2 separate regions of the Anas platyrhynchos genome follow, and region 1 is linked to region 2. The links are chromatin contacts, called in public Hi-C maps. All regions are on one chromosome and are shown on one strand. The core of a region is the stretch at or near the end of the contact, and the rest is flanking DNA. Distances in the headings are between cores, read along the strand shown.

What was found. Hi-C and Micro-C count contacts between places; a contact is called where the count stands out from the background.
Region 1: a Hi-C map of F1 follicle shows a contact between it and region 2, with 10 times the contacts expected there. The contact joins the enhancer-like site here to the promoter of GADD45G in region 2. A contact is called at or near these places in 7 of 8 Hi-C or Micro-C datasets (F1 follicle, F5 follicle, liver and 3 more).

What each region holds. Positions count from the first base shown.
Region 1 is chrZ:48,423,284-48,426,799 of IASCAAS_PekinDuck_T2T, forward strand. No RefSeq gene overlaps it. Among named protein-coding and RNA genes, the nearest start is that of DIRAS2, 200 kb to the right of the region's middle. Within about 2 kb of position 1,983, at least 2 of the 8 cell types and tissues checked have an H3K27ac peak or open chromatin away from gene starts, as enhancers often do. A contact at or near this core is called in F1 follicle, where this site is marked.
Region 2 is chrZ:48,212,036-48,215,429 of IASCAAS_PekinDuck_T2T, forward strand. It overlaps GADD45G (growth arrest and DNA damage inducible gamma), which reads left to right and starts at 2,016. Exons shown (of 4, transcript XM_027446775.3): 1 at 2,016-2,209; 2 at 2,320-2,421; 3 at 2,508-2,721; 4 at 3,084-3,394. The coding sequence starts at 2,157. The coding sequence ends at 3,194.

The sequences.
Region 1 (3,516 bases), core at 733-3,232, 210 kb after region 2:
GTCATATTTCAGAAAGCCAAAGTATTGCATAGGGTTGAAAAGTTGATGTCTTCCTTTAGATTAAGAAAATGAAGTAAAGTTGTGAGTGCCTCACACAAGCTAAGCAAAAGTGTTGAGGAACAACCTGGCATGAAGGAAAGAGTGAGACACCAAAATAAGCTAGAACTGGAATTTTGGCCACTCTGGATGTATACTTTTGTTTCTTCTCACACGTTTGAAAATCCCCATAGCAGTGGAGTTTCAGTGCAGTGGGCTGAGAAACACCTCAGCCCCTGGTGCAAGAAAGTAGCTTATCCTTCAGAAAGAAGGACAATGTGAAAACATGTCTATCACTTCTCCAACAAAATATTGTGGCTGCTTTCTTATCAGGGCCTTGGAAAACACAGTGCATAGTCAGTACTGACCACAGAGCAGTTTCAACAGGGAGTATCAACAGCATTACCTTTCCTCTGTACCTCTTTGTTCACCTACCTGCAAACATGTTCTTTACTAAAGAACCTTATATATTTGGTGTTTGAAGGGGGATGAAGAGGGAAACGTGCATTTCAGGAGGGATGCTAAGAGGGAACCCATGTGCCTATACTGTCAGCTTTGAACTCCTGGGTGCGGGGCACAGAGTGTGGAAGAACATGTGCTCAGTGACAGCCAGCCACAGAGCAGGCTGAGGTGAGCGCTTGGGGAAGATTTAATTTATTGTTCAATGGAATGAATGCTACTGTGCAGCGACAGCTGGTGCACTGAATGACTGAATCACAACAATAATACCCAGAGAGGTTTGCACATCAGGCTGTCTCAGGGGAGCACAGAGAGGAGGCTCTTGAAGAAAGCAGGCTCCCTGCTCTCTCTGCTAGCAGGGGCCTGGCTCATTTCTCAAAGTAAACCACCATACATCTTTTAAAAAAGTGAAATTTGCAAGTGACAGAGTGGAGTGGACTTTCCCTCTAGTTTTAATTTTGTTTCCTTCCAGTGGGTGTTCCAGCCTCTCCCTGAATTGCTCAGCCTTCAGAACCAGTTAATACAAGCAGGTGGAATTAGTGCACGTTTCCAGCTGCAGGGTGGTCAGCCTGCTTATGTTCTAAGTGCCTCCTGTTAAGGACATTTTTACTACTTAACTGCTGGATTATTTGTGTACCATCTCATGTCACAGAGGTCGCTATTGTTCTCTGTACAAACTGCAAAAGGTGTAATCCTGGATATATGTTTTTATGATGTATAACTGTTTCTACATCACTGTAATGGCAATTCACACTTGACATCTGCTTAAATTCTTCTAAGTTTATTTTTAAATAGAGTTAGAGTCATTGCAAAACTGGAAATCTGAGCTGCGACTTGCGTTACCTTTCTTTCTGTGTGGATGTGGGTAGAGTATATGCTGTATGTTTAAAAGCAAAATTGATAAAACGATCCCAATGCCCTCATTTTGCATAAGTAGGCCTTATTTCTGTGGAGGTAGGCAAGTGTATGCCTGATTTAGAGGTGGTGCAGAGGACTGGGATAATGAACCCAAATTGCTATATTGTTCCAGAACGGCCAAGTAGTTCGTGTCTTATAAGTTGCTGTATACTTTTTGAGGAGGCATCCATGCCTCCATTCCTCCATTTCCCCAAACTAAGAATTTATCATCCTGCCCATTTTGTCCTACATTCCCTGCTCACCAACCTTTCCCTACATCCCTCCCAGTTTGCTGAGCTGAGAAGCTGCATCCCTACCATTCCTCTGGGGATCTTGAACCCCATGGCACTTTACCCAGGCATCTCATTGGTCTGCAGCAGGTATGACAGCAAGGCAGTGAGGCTTGCAAAGACACCTACAGCTGCAGGCATTATTGAACGTGAGTGACTGGCAATGCCGTTTCAATTTTTTTTATTTTTTTTTCTGCTGTGTTAACACATGGGACAAATGCAGTGTACTTGTTCTGACCTGTGATGAAGCAACATCCCGTCCCTGATTCATGGACTTCTGCAGAAAGATAAAAGCTGGGGCTGTTGCACTGCAGCCAGTACAACTGGATCTTGATATCAGACTGATGCCAGTAGGAGGCACATATAGCCTTATACTACAGTCCTTCCTCTCTCTTGACTTTAGAATCGCTGTGTCCTTTTGCCTCCCATAGGCTGTGCTGGATAAATAAAAACATGCAGGTGGGTGTTTAGGTGGCAGCAGACAGTGTGTTGAACAATGAAAACGTGAGCTTCATTTTGATCACCACCAAGTAACTTTTGGGAACTGTATCAGGGAGGCAGGGCAATCCAGAGCACCTACACCAAGTCGATTGCACGTTTGGTGGAAATTTTTGCTTGCAAATTATTTTAGGTATTTTTGAGAAGTTTGTATGGACACCAAACATCTAATATAACTTTGGGGGCTGCATGATAATTATCTCACTCTATACTCTGCTTTAACATTTAGGAAACTTTGATATTTCAAACAATAGAGTTTCTTTCTCTTGTTTGGTGTCAGAAAGACACTATATTGTTTTCAGTTTTCAACTGGTGGGAGAACTGTATTGTTAACAGGAGCAGCACTTTGTTGCTTGCTTCTGCCTGAAAAAGTTGAGACATGCTTTTAGGTAGCCACAGAAACCTTCCTCAAAATGAACTGGAATAATTCAGGACCTCTCCCCCCTCGTCTGCCAGCTGTATTTTGCTTGCCTAAAGAAAATTCTTCCTTCTGTTTTGGACTTTCATGTTATAAAACATACAGGCACAAAATACGTCTCATTTACCCATCTCAGAACCCACAGGAACTGACTGGAATTGCAGAAATTTGGTTCATTACGGAATCAACAGTTCTAAAGAGTCAGTAGAGAAGAACCATCATACAAGCTATGTCATGATGCCCGTAGCATAACTTCTGAAAGGCAGTGATTTTACTTTCACTCATGCTAATGTAATTGACAGAAAAAGTTTTTTTCTTTTAATATGAAAAGAAAATTAATCTTTTGACTTCTGCATATTTTTTGTCATTCTGTGAACAAATGATGTAATTTTTTTGACAAAGAGCTGTGATCATTTGCCTCATGTGCACATTTCTCCTTCCAAACTACAAAAAGCACTGCTCTAGGTATTGCAGTTATTGCTGAAAGAAAATGCTGAAGTTCCTGGACTATCATCTATTTATTCAGTGCTTCTGATTGCTTGGGTACTTTTAAGTGAATATTGAAATGACTTTAGGGGAGGAACATTTTCTGCCCAGCTAACCCTGCACTGATGTGCGTCATGTAGATGTCTTAGAAGAATGCATTTAATGGTATTGGCTCTTCCATCTGAGATACATTCTTTTTCTCTACCTTCTTTTGCATTAAATCCTTCTCCTATATTGCATAGCTGAATAACCTGATCACAATACTTAGAAGTTACACAAAAGTATGGAAAGGTGAAAAACTGAAGATGAACATCTAACAAAAAATATTTCAGGTGAGGGTATACAATAACTTGTGCCAGGAATTGTATTGCAGAGGACCGGTAATTTAGTGTATGATCTGTATCTACACATTTTAATGGAAGAATCAGAAAA
Region 2 (3,394 bases), core at 766-3,265:
GCTGCTACCTTGCTAGCTTGCTTTTTCCAGTGCAGAAGTCTGGATTCTCCTCTCCCTTAGGCAGAAGTGATGTCTGTGTCTGCTGCTTTTTGCTTGGCAGTATGTTACTATCTTACTCACTTAACTGTGACAAAATCATGTGTATTACCAGCAAAACAAGGGTGTAATCTATCTGCTGTCGTGTCTGCTATTTCCTGCTATGTTACATTGCCTTTGCCGTAATTGAATACATTATTATTTCCCTGATACTCTGCACCTGACTTTTTATAAGATTAGGAGGCTGTTTTCCCGTTTGCTGTTTTAAGGGCTTTCTTCATCGAAGAAATACTGATTTGTTTTGTTTTGTTTTGTTTGTTTGTTTTCTTTTTCCCCTAAGCTTTCTCCAGAAACATTAAGGGGATGAGATCAGGCACTGAATCTAGGCGTCATATGCCTTTGGGCTGGCGATTATTTTTTGTAGAAGTAGTATTTTACAAGTCCACCAGAGGTCAGAGTTTTACTTTGAATGCAGCATCACGTTTGTCTGAGAGGTGTTTGTTCATGTGCTGTAGCTGCCGGTAAAAAACCCAAGAGCTTTAGGCTAGCTTTTTTTTTTTTTTTTTTTTCTTTTTTCTTGCTATGGAAGTGGCACTGGCATTATACCGGTGCTGTCAAATTTAATGTCAAAATCCACGTATTCTTGGCAGTAGGACTGCCAAGTGATATTCCCACCCTGATCTGCAGGATGGCTTCCAGCACTCAGCAGCTGATCCAGCAGAGAACTGGTGCCTCTCAGCTTCCCATCAAATGCACAGACCATACTGGGCTGCATTTGCAGGAGTGAATTTTGGTGCTTAGCATTGGGCTTGTAAGTGCACTGGGGACACTGACATCCACCTGAGCGTGCTCAAGTGTCCTAGGGCAATGGGGGGTGTAACTTCCACTGCCAGAGCAAAACATTCAGCATGCTTACTTGGGTGTTCGTGGGCAGCAATGCTAAAAAGTGAATAAGATGGAGTTCTTTTTTTTCCTATATATTAAAGACATGGGAGGCAAAGACCAAGTAAGTGAGTAGTGGAGCATGATGTCCACTGAAGCTGGAGTTTGCTCTGCAGACAGCAGAGTCCGAGGAGCTGGCTGCTTCAAAACCGGAGGAAAGAGAGGGACGGGACCAGGGGCAGGCACAGCTCCTTCCTGCACCCCCGGGGCTGCTCGGGAGGCCTGATGTTGGCATCCTGGTTTGAAACGAGCTGGACCAGGCGTCTGGTCATGCCCTGTGGCCTTTGGCACCGTCTGTGCCAGGAGAGACGGGATGACGGCGCGATGTGAGCGCTGCCGTGAGGGGAAGCCCTGACGCCAAGGCTTTTGGGCAAGACGTGGAGGCCTACGCGTGGAAGGGCCGCTGCGCCCATAGGCCTGCATGTGTGGGGTTGTGACTTTGGTGCTCACACGTGTTAACCTTCTGCATCCGCTACAGGCTGCTGGGCCTGATTTCTGCCCGTTTCAAGCCCCTTTGCTTTGCACCGTGAGGGGACGGGCGCTGAACCCACAGCCGGGCAGCGGGGCACCGCTGGGCTCCCCACACGCCTCACGGCGCCCGGGTGCCTGCAGCGGCTGCTGGGCTCGCTGTGTCCCGCTGTGCTGCGTTACTGGGGGCTACATGGGGGGGCGCTCAGTGTGTTATGCGGCAGGGAGCTGCTTTTACACGCCAAGGGCCCGGCTGCTCGGCCGCCTCCTCACACACCCGTGCGCGCTCCCGCTGCCGCTCCCCTCCCCCCCCGCCATTTTCCCCCCCCCTTCCCGGCCGCGCGCGGGCTTCCCCGCCCGGCGCGTGCCCCCGCCGCCCCTCCCCCGCCCCACGTGTCCTGCCGGCACGAGCCGCCCGCTCCCCCCCCCTCCCCTCCCCTCCCTCCCTCCCTCCTAGGCGCGCGCCCATTAGCATGACAAAAGCCCCCTCCCCCTTCCCCGCCGCCGGCCAATGGGAGCGCGGCACCCGCCGGCAGCTGCCGGCGCCGCGGCGGCGCGGGGCTATAAATAGGGGCGGGCGGCGGGCGGGCGGCGCAGAGCCGCTCGGATCGGCGGGTGGCGAGGAGCGGAGCGGAGCCCAGCACAGCGAGGCTCGGTGCCGGCTGGGAGCGATCGGCGCCGCCGCGGCTTGTCCTTATCCACCCGCTGCTATGACTCTGGAGGAGACCCACGGACAGGAGCCAGTGCCCGCGGGCAGCGACTGGTAGGTAGCGGCGGCGGCGGGGCGGCGGTTGGGCGGCCGTTGCGGCGGTTGGGCGGCGGTGAGGCCGTTGGCGCCGCGCTGACTGACCGTGCCCGTCTCCCCCTTCGCAGGATGCAGGGCGCCGGCAAGGCCCTCCACGAGCTGCTGGTGTCGGCGCAGCGCCGCGGCTGCCTCACGGCAGGCGTCTACGAGTCGGCCAAGCTGATGAATGTGTAAGTAGGGCGGCGGGGGCCGGGCTGGGCTTGGCGGGGGGCTGCAGCACGGTCCGCAGAGCCTAACCTCGCCTCGCCTCTTGCAGCGATCCCGACAATGTGGCTTTCTGCGTGCTGGCGGCCGATGAGGAGGACGAGGGGGATATCGCCCTGCAGATCCACTTCACCCTCATCCAGGCCTTCTGCTGTGAGAACGACATCGATATCGTGCGGGTCAACGATGTGACCAAGCTGGCAGCAGTCGTAGGGCCCAGCGAGGAGGATGGGGAACCGCGGGACCTCCACTGCATCCTCATCACGGTGGGTGTCCCCGGGTGGCGAGGGGCTGGGGGGGGGCTCTCTGCGCTGCTGCTTGCAGCACAGCCTCTGCACAGGGTGGCCACGCTGCCTGCAGGTGGCTGGATCCTCTTCTGGGCAGAGAAAGGGGACTTGGCACACGTGCCTGAGAGCCAATCTGCTGAGTAGTAGTAGGCTACGTTTCTCGTAACTGTGGATTTCCTCTGCCCGCAAGGGTGACAGCTCTGCTTCCTGCTTTCCCCGTGCTGGGACAGAAGCTATCTGAAAATACCTCACTTACTAAGTCAATGCTTCTGTAAATAATGTCATGACTTCAGCTGGCAGGCAGTTCTCATGGTGTGCAACTTTTTTTTTCCCTCTTGCAGAACCCAAATGAGGATGGCTGGAAGGACCCAGCTCTAGAAAAGCTGAACTTCTTTTGTGAAGAGAGCCGAAATGTCAATGACTGGGTGCCAACTATCACCCTGCCCGAGTGATGGTGACCCAGCGCACCGGGGAGGCTGAAACCTTTGTTGCATTCTCAACGTGGTGTTGGTTCACCGAAGTGTGCAACAAGCTGCTGATTCCATGGATTAGCCTGGTCAAGAGACTGGATTAAGGTCACTCAGACTGGCATGCAGTGGGCTCTTACAGAGGAGAAAGAAGAAAAGAACAGCTCACCCCACCAGTGAGCCTC